2 separate regions of the Mus musculus genome follow, and region 2 is linked to region 1. The links are chromatin contacts, called in public HiChIP or PLAC-seq maps. All regions are on one chromosome and are shown on one strand. Each heading gives the region's core, a stretch centred on a gene start, on an enhancer-like site or on the middle of the called end of the contact. The rest is flanking DNA. Distances are from core to core; before and after follow the strand shown.

Region 1 (3,514 bases), core at 541-3,040:
GTGTCTGAAGACAGTGACAGGGTGAAATAAATACATACAAGTATTTAGACCTATGGACTACACTTTATCTGGAGCAGCCTATATAAGACCTACGTTTATTGTACAGATGCTCAACTTTATTTGCTGGATTAGTAGTGAGTGAGCTTTGAAAAGCCATTGCACTGGGAGTGTAACTCAGTGGTTTAACACTTGTCTAAGCCTAAATTAGGTCCTGGGTTCCATTCCTGTGGCGAGTTGAATATGCTTGGCCTATGGTAAGTGGCACTATGAGGAGGTGTGGCCTTCTTGGAGGTGGTGTGGCCCTGTGTAGGCGGGTTTTGAGGTCTCCTAGTGCTCAAGCTCCACCCAGTGTGGAGATTTCCCTCCAGGCTGTCTTCAGATGAAGATATAGAACTCTCAGCTCCTTCTCCAGCACCATGTCTGCTTGCATGCTGCCATGCTTTTTATCATGATGACAATGGACTGAACCTCTGAAAGTATAAGCCAGGCCCAATTAAATGTTGTCCTTTATAAGAATGTTGCCTTGGTCATGGTGTCTCTTCAGAGCAATGGAAACCCTAAGACAATTTCCAACATAGACTTGAGTTAGAACTATGGCTATTTTGATTGACATCTACTATCTGAACAGCTAGACCACATTATTAATGCAACCAAAGAGGTTGACTCATTGGGAGAGGTAGGGAGAGACGTCAGATTTCAGGGACAGAGCCTGTGCTGTGTGTGTATAGACCCAGGCCCTGCACTCACTAGGGGTGCAATGATGAATGCTATACTTCTTCAATTAGAAAACAAGCCTGGCATGATGGATCTCTGGGGTTATTGGAAGGTTTACGCTTAGAGCATTCAAAGGGTTCCCAGCATCCATCTGGTCTCACAACCTTCTACAACTCCAGTTCCAGGAGGATCTGATGCCTTCTTCTGGCCTCCGCGGACACTGTACGCATGTGAGCAAGCAAAACACCCATACACATAAAGTAAAAATAATAAAGCTTAAAAATGAAACCTTATCCAGCAGACTACCTAGCCTATGACAGGAATTCTGAGGCGGCACACTGACAGCTGGAGGGTTTTATTTGCTCAACATTTTAATTAATTACTCATTGGCTTTTGCTAATTTCTTTTTGACAATTTCATACATGTGCTGTTTATTCTCTTTTATTTATTTTTGAGGCCAGGTCTCCCTGCATAGATCTGGCTGATCTGTAGATTTGCTATTTAGTCCAGGCTGCCCTTGAACTCACAGAGACTCACCTTTCTCTGTTTCCTATGCTGGGATTGTAGGTGCATGTCACAATTCCCTGTGACTGGCTTTTCATTCATTTATTTTTTTGGGGACAAGGACTCAAGTGATCCAGGCTGGTCTTGAACTCATTAAATAGCTGAGGATGACCTTACCATAGTAGGATTAGCACTTCAGCTGAGGATATGAAACCTCAGAACACCTACACAAACACTTCGCCAACTAAGCCATATGTCCAGCTCCCATCCTTACCTTTAAAATATAGATGTTGTACGACCATGCTCTATGCTTGTGGAGTCTAGAGTGGCGAGCAACGCGACAAACATTGCATAGATCTGAACTGGTGTAAACCAGAGTCCAAGCCCCTGCCGTGGTATCTACAGAAAAGCGGGAGGCCTAGCCACTACGAAGGTAGATACCTGGAGAATAAGCAGCTGCCAGAATACTTAGCTGTATTCAGTGGGTGTTCCCCTCCCCCAACGCTTACAATGGAATTGCTATGGAAACAGTATTCATGTACCAGAAATCTGTTTCTCGACTAAATTTTGTTCAAATTCTCGGTCTTTTGAATGCTTTGGACTATGAAGTGAGGCTTATCAGATTTTAGAGCTTTCGTCGGAATTTAGGCCCCAAGTTCCACAGACCCGGTGTGGTGGGGAGTTGGGTGGAAGGCAGAAAAGGTCCTACCCTCAGATCACCAATCAAAACAAATCACAGGCTTTTTAAAGTAGTAATTTATGAAGTTTTATGAATTTTCTGCCGGTAGAAAATAGGAAGCGTTCATCCACTAGCTAACACGGTCTATGTGCTCCTCACACATTGGCTTCGGCTTCTTACTTGGGACATACCACCCTGTTACAAATTCCAAGTTGGTATCCCACTGTTTTTCAGGATTGGCTCCCCTTCCTCTTCTCCCCCACTACTGCTAATTCATAGAGTTAAATCTTGTCTTTTTATCTAATTAGCCTTTTCTTAGGGAATTAGGCCCAGATGATTCACCCCAGAAAAACATCCAAGTGCTTGGGACTCTGGCGGGGTTGCCTTCCAACCCATCCAGTTTCCCAGATATGGTCTCCGTCTTCTGTTTCAACTGACTGTCAGTCGCTCTAAAGGCTGCTTGATGTCACAGACGCCGCAGAGCAAAGGCTCGATCCCCTAAAGACCCGCTCTTGCAAGCTAAGGTAGGTGCTTCACGTCGGCGCTAGGACCCATCTGCAGGAGGAACGCGGCACGGGTCTCGCCCCGCCCCAACGCGCACTGGGTGGAGCCGTCCTCCCCAAGCTCGCCCCCCCCCCGTGGGAGGGCGGGGCACCATGGGCGTGGCACAGCTGCGGTGGGCGTGGCGGCGCCGGAGGCGGGCGGGGCGGAAGGACGCTGCCCGGTCGTCGGGGCGGTAGGGCCTGCGCGGAGCTCTCTCCCCAGCGCGCTGGGCGGGGTGTGCTGTGAGCGGCTTCCCGGGCAGGCGCGGGCCCTGAGGCGGCGGCTGCGCCGTGCGCCGGGGCGGAGCCGGGGGCGGGCGGGCGGCCGGCGGGCGGGGGCTGGGCCGGAGGAAGCCTGAGCGCCCGCGGCGACGACGGCAGCGGCGGCCCAGCAGGCTAGAAGCGTGGGTCGGCGGCGGCTCCGGGTGCGGCCGCGGGCTGCGGAGCGAGCGGGCGGCCCGGCTCCCCGCGTCCCCCGCCCGCCGCGACTGTCTGGAAGATGGCGCCGGGCGGATGGAAATCCTAATGACAGTCTCCAAATTCGCCTCCATCTGTACCATGGTAGGTGCGGCGGCAGCGCGGCCCGGGGGGCCGGTCCCCGCCTTCGAGGCGCCGCCCGCGGGCCTGGTCGTGTGCGGGCGGACCGGGCGCGGGGCCGAGTGGCCGCGGGGAAGGCGTGCTGGACACGGCAGGCGGGGCCGGGACACTGGGGATAGGACCGACCGGGGCTCGGGGTTGGGTCCTGACCACGGGGTCGCAGTTGAGGACGGGGAGCTCTGGGTCTGGGCACCGGGGACTCGGGGACTGTGGCTGGGGACTAGGGCCTGGGGGCTCAGGGACGGGGTTGGGGGTAAGGGCTGCAGACTGGGGTTGGGGACTTGGGGACTCGAGGTGTGGACTGAGGTTGGAGGCTGGAGCCGGGACTTTAAACTGGGGACTGGTACCGGGAAGCGAGGGGATTGTGCCAGGGGAAGGGACGCGGCATTTCCTTGGGGCCCTGCGCGGGGCAGGGCGGGGGTCTGCGGCAGGAAGGAAGGGTCTCGATCCTACTGGAAGACGGAAGTCCTGGCGGAGT
Region 2 (3,460 bases), core at 74-2,573, 480 kb before region 1:
AAGTCCCCAGACCACTCTTTGGAAAGCAGTTTGTGTCCTCAGGAACACAAACCTGTGTCCCCAAACCACACAGGCCTTTCCTGGTGTAGGAAAGGAAAGATACCTAACCTTAAAGAGACATCTTAAATGCCAACAACTGGCAGATTCTTCCAACTACTGCCCTCAGCTGCCTACTTTGCCAAGCCCTAATGAAAGACTATAGGGAACCTGTGCTCAGCTAGAGGAAGCCACGGGTGGGAATTAAAGTTAGAATCTGCTGGTGAGATGTTCAGAGTGCTCGATCTGACTTTTCTGGGGCTCAGTAGAACTCACCAGTAGGGATTATGAAGTTCTTTTAAGTCCAATTATTTATAAGCGGTTATTGCCATTAGCATTCATAGTCCTACTATAAGCCCTTCAGCCATTAAGCCCTTTCCAGGGGTTGTGAACCGACGAAGCACACGCAGGTGGGTTCGCTAAACCTTGCAGTCCTTCTGAAGTGGGGCCGGCTGGAGCTCTTTGCAGGTTTCTACAGGGAGAAGAGAGGGGTAGTCTGCCTCGAGTCCTGCTTGCTGATGGTCAGAAAGGATCCGCAAAGGATCCTGGTACCCAGATCTCACAGTCAGGAGGGGTCTCCAAAGTGTTCACCAAACATAGGAAAGGCTTTCTGCTTCCTCTGCTCAGATTTAACTCCCTGGCTTGTTCCTACCCTAGCCCAGAGCAGGAGTGGATAGCCAGAAAGAATCAATCTCCGGGGCTCTGCTTCGTGGTTCCTTGGCAAGGAACCCCCTTTAGGTGGAGGGTCTGTCTTTGGGCAGCCCAATGGCCAGGTCTCAGCGCCCTTTGGTCTTGGCCTTGAGAGGCCTCTGCTGCGGCCTACCTGCTCCAGCTGCTTGGAATTGCTCAGAGGTGGAGGATCTCCCCAGCAAGAGTTTGGGCCTGTTTTAAGTCAGGGTTTTTTGTTTTGTTTTGTTTTTTTTTTTTGTTTTGTTTTTTTTTTTTTTTTTTTGTTTTTTTCCTCGGTGAGAAAATGAACTAGCTAAAGGAGCCTTCCCCCTTCTTTTTCCACCCTTGAATCCTTGGTGAACCTCGTTACCCCCATACTCTCTCGGAGCTTTGCTTGGCTGCTCCTGGGATAGTGTCAGACCAGGCGCCTTAGGACCGGAGGACAACGTTGAGAATTCTCAGGGGATGGCAACTCCAGCGTCTTAACCCTTCGCTCCTGCTCCCGACAGTCAGTCGGAAAGCAAAAGAAAGAGCAGCTATTTGCAGTCCAGGTGTGACCAGAAGTGGCTGTAGACCGGAAGAGATAACATTGTGGAGCGGCGGGCACAGGCCCCCACACGAATTGGCTGCCAGCATCCGGCGGGAAGGGACCTAGGGCTTGCTCCGCTTCGCCTCTGCTGGAAGGAAGGACTTTATCACAAAGCAGGCGCCTAGGGCTAAGGAAAGCCAGGGTGTCTTGCTTCTTTGAGCCGGACAGCAGGGAGGAGGCCCCTTCTTCTGCATATTTGCTTCCTGGGACGCGGCTCCAGAGAGGACCCTTCAAACACGTTGGGTTGGTTCAAAAAGAATTGGCACCCCAGAGACCTCTGCCAACTGCCAGACTCCGAGAGAGTGAACCACCTGCCTTTCAACCCTCCCGGTGAGCACCTCGCGTTGGTACAGCCTCTCCCTGTTCACCCCCACCCCTCATCCTACTCCAGGGCCTACCTGGATGGACGCAATTTTCCTTTCCCTTCTTCCTGTGTTTCTCCTACTCCTACTGCCCCTAGGAGGCCCCGTTTCTCTAATAAGGCCACTAGGATAGAGCCGGGAAGTGAAGGGGCCTAGGGTTTCCAAGGGACTCCATCATCAGAGACATCTTGCATAACTTGCTTGGGGCCCTTGGGGTCCGGGAGTCCAGGTTCCTCTCTGCAGAAAGATCCAGAGAGTTCGGGAGTTCTGAGCCTGGCTAGGCCTCTTCTTTCTCCAGCGTGGGAGTTGGCTCCCAGGGTAAGAAAGGCTCAGGACAAGCGCAAGGAGGGAAGAGTGTTGAATGGAGAACAAGCTGCCAACATGAGTGGACTTACTGGCTTGCATAGACTTTATTCTAAGCCTGCATTATCCTTGCGGGTTTCAGAGGAACTTGTGAGAAAAGGCCCGGGGGAGTTCTTGAAGGCAGTAGCAGCCAAGTCCAGACTAGGGAAAGAGAAAGGGAGAAAGAGCCAGGCTTACCTGCCCACTGGCCTTTCCACGCGTGAGCTTTGGTGGATTTCATCCACGGGAAAGGGAGCTGGACGCGGTTGGGCTCTTCCAGGCCCCCAGGCTCGGTTCCATTCGGGAAAGGTCCGGGAGGTGGATGGGCGAGCCCGAGCTGAGCTGGAAGGTGGTGGTGGAGGTGAGCGCCAGCCGGGTCGTCGGAGGCGAGCGGGGGCACTTCGTATGGGGAGATGTCCGGAGGACTTCCCTGCTCCAGTGATCCCAGCGAGCTTGTAAACTGGGGTGGCGGCGGAGGTGGGGGCTGGCGGCCCATGTACAGGCACGCAGGGGGGTTAGCGCTGAACTCTGGCACCGGGCCCCTCTGGAATGCGCACGGGTCCTTGTAGAGCTGTGTGGCCGCGTAGTACTGCTCCTCACTGTTCATGGTGGCAGCCGGCACTTGGGGGCCAGCAGCCCCGGGTCGGAGCTACAAGCCAGGCCTTAGGCGCTGGGTGGCTCGCGGACTCTCTACGCCACCCCAGATCGCTTTGACAGTTCTCCACTGCTCTCCTGGGGAACCAGAGGCTGGCTGGGGACAAGCCGGCCGCCGTGCCATAGGCTCTGGGGCACCCCACGTGGTTTACCCTGGAGCCATCATTGGCCTGGAGGACTGCCTTAAGAAGGAGGCTTAGGTGCCCGCGAACACCTGCACTTGTTTCAATTTTCTCTCTCAGTCGCCTGATCCCTGCTTGCTGCTGTGGAGCTCTCCAAAACGGGGCGCACAAAAATACCAGAACCTTTACTCTTTACAAAACCGCTCCCAATGAGCTTAAAAAAAAAGTCTACATCTCCTCTTCCCCCTCGCTATGTTTTTTGTTTGTTTTTGGTTTTGTTTTAAGACAGGGGGTGGAGGTCTAATTTTGTAGCCTGGCTGGCCTGCAACTCAAGATGTAGTCCAGGCTGGCTTCAAACTCCTTTTCCTCCCCAGTTCTGGGGTTGCAGGTGTAAGGCACAGCGTCTAACTTTTAATTTTCTTGTATTTTTGTATAATGTATGTAAATATCAGCTCAATAATATGACTTGCAAAACGTTAGGGTGCAACTGTTGAAAAATACAGTTTTTGAGAAATGCTTGCAGAACTCAGCGCTGTAAGCCTGAAGCTGTCGTTTTTTGTTTTATTGCTCAAACTATCCCTTTATTTCGTTTTATTTTTATCTGTATCTGCGTTCCCTATACTTCTAGCCTTCTGACTGTTAGGTCTGGGGGGGGGGGAATCACAGTGGCTTATGTTTTTTCTTAA

Evidence for each region. HiChIP or PLAC-seq counts read pairs in DNA pulled down with a chosen protein or histone mark.
Region 2: a FOXA1 HiChIP or PLAC-seq map of pancreatic cancer cells shows a contact between it and region 1. The contact joins the promoter of Plut here to the promoter of 1700041I07Rik in region 1. A contact is called at or near these places in 5 of 39 promoter capture datasets (the 3T3-L1 cell line, cranial neural crest, hippocampal neurons and 2 more), 1 of 484 Hi-C or Micro-C datasets (embryonic stem cells) and 1 of 115 datasets of contacts at active chromatin or transcription factors (pancreatic cancer cells).

The regions. Positions count from the first base shown.
Region 1 is chr5:146,794,101-146,797,614 of GRCm38.p6, reverse strand. It overlaps 1700041I07Rik (a long non-coding RNA gene), which reads right to left and starts at 1,790. Exons shown (of 2, transcript XR_377208.4): 1 at 1,493-1,790. It overlaps Usp12 (ubiquitin specific peptidase 12), which reads left to right and starts at 2,659. Exons shown (of 9, transcript NM_011669.3): 1 at 2,659-3,000. The coding sequence starts at 2,953.
Region 2 is chr5:147,269,384-147,272,843 of GRCm38.p6, reverse strand. It overlaps Plut (PDX1 associated lncRNA, upregulator of transcription), which reads left to right and starts at 1,323. Exons shown (of 6, transcript NR_038157.1): 1 at 1,323-1,624. It overlaps Pdx1 (pancreatic and duodenal homeobox 1), which reads right to left and starts at 2,747. Exons shown (of 2, transcript NM_008814.4): 1 at 2,197-2,747. The coding sequence starts at 2,605.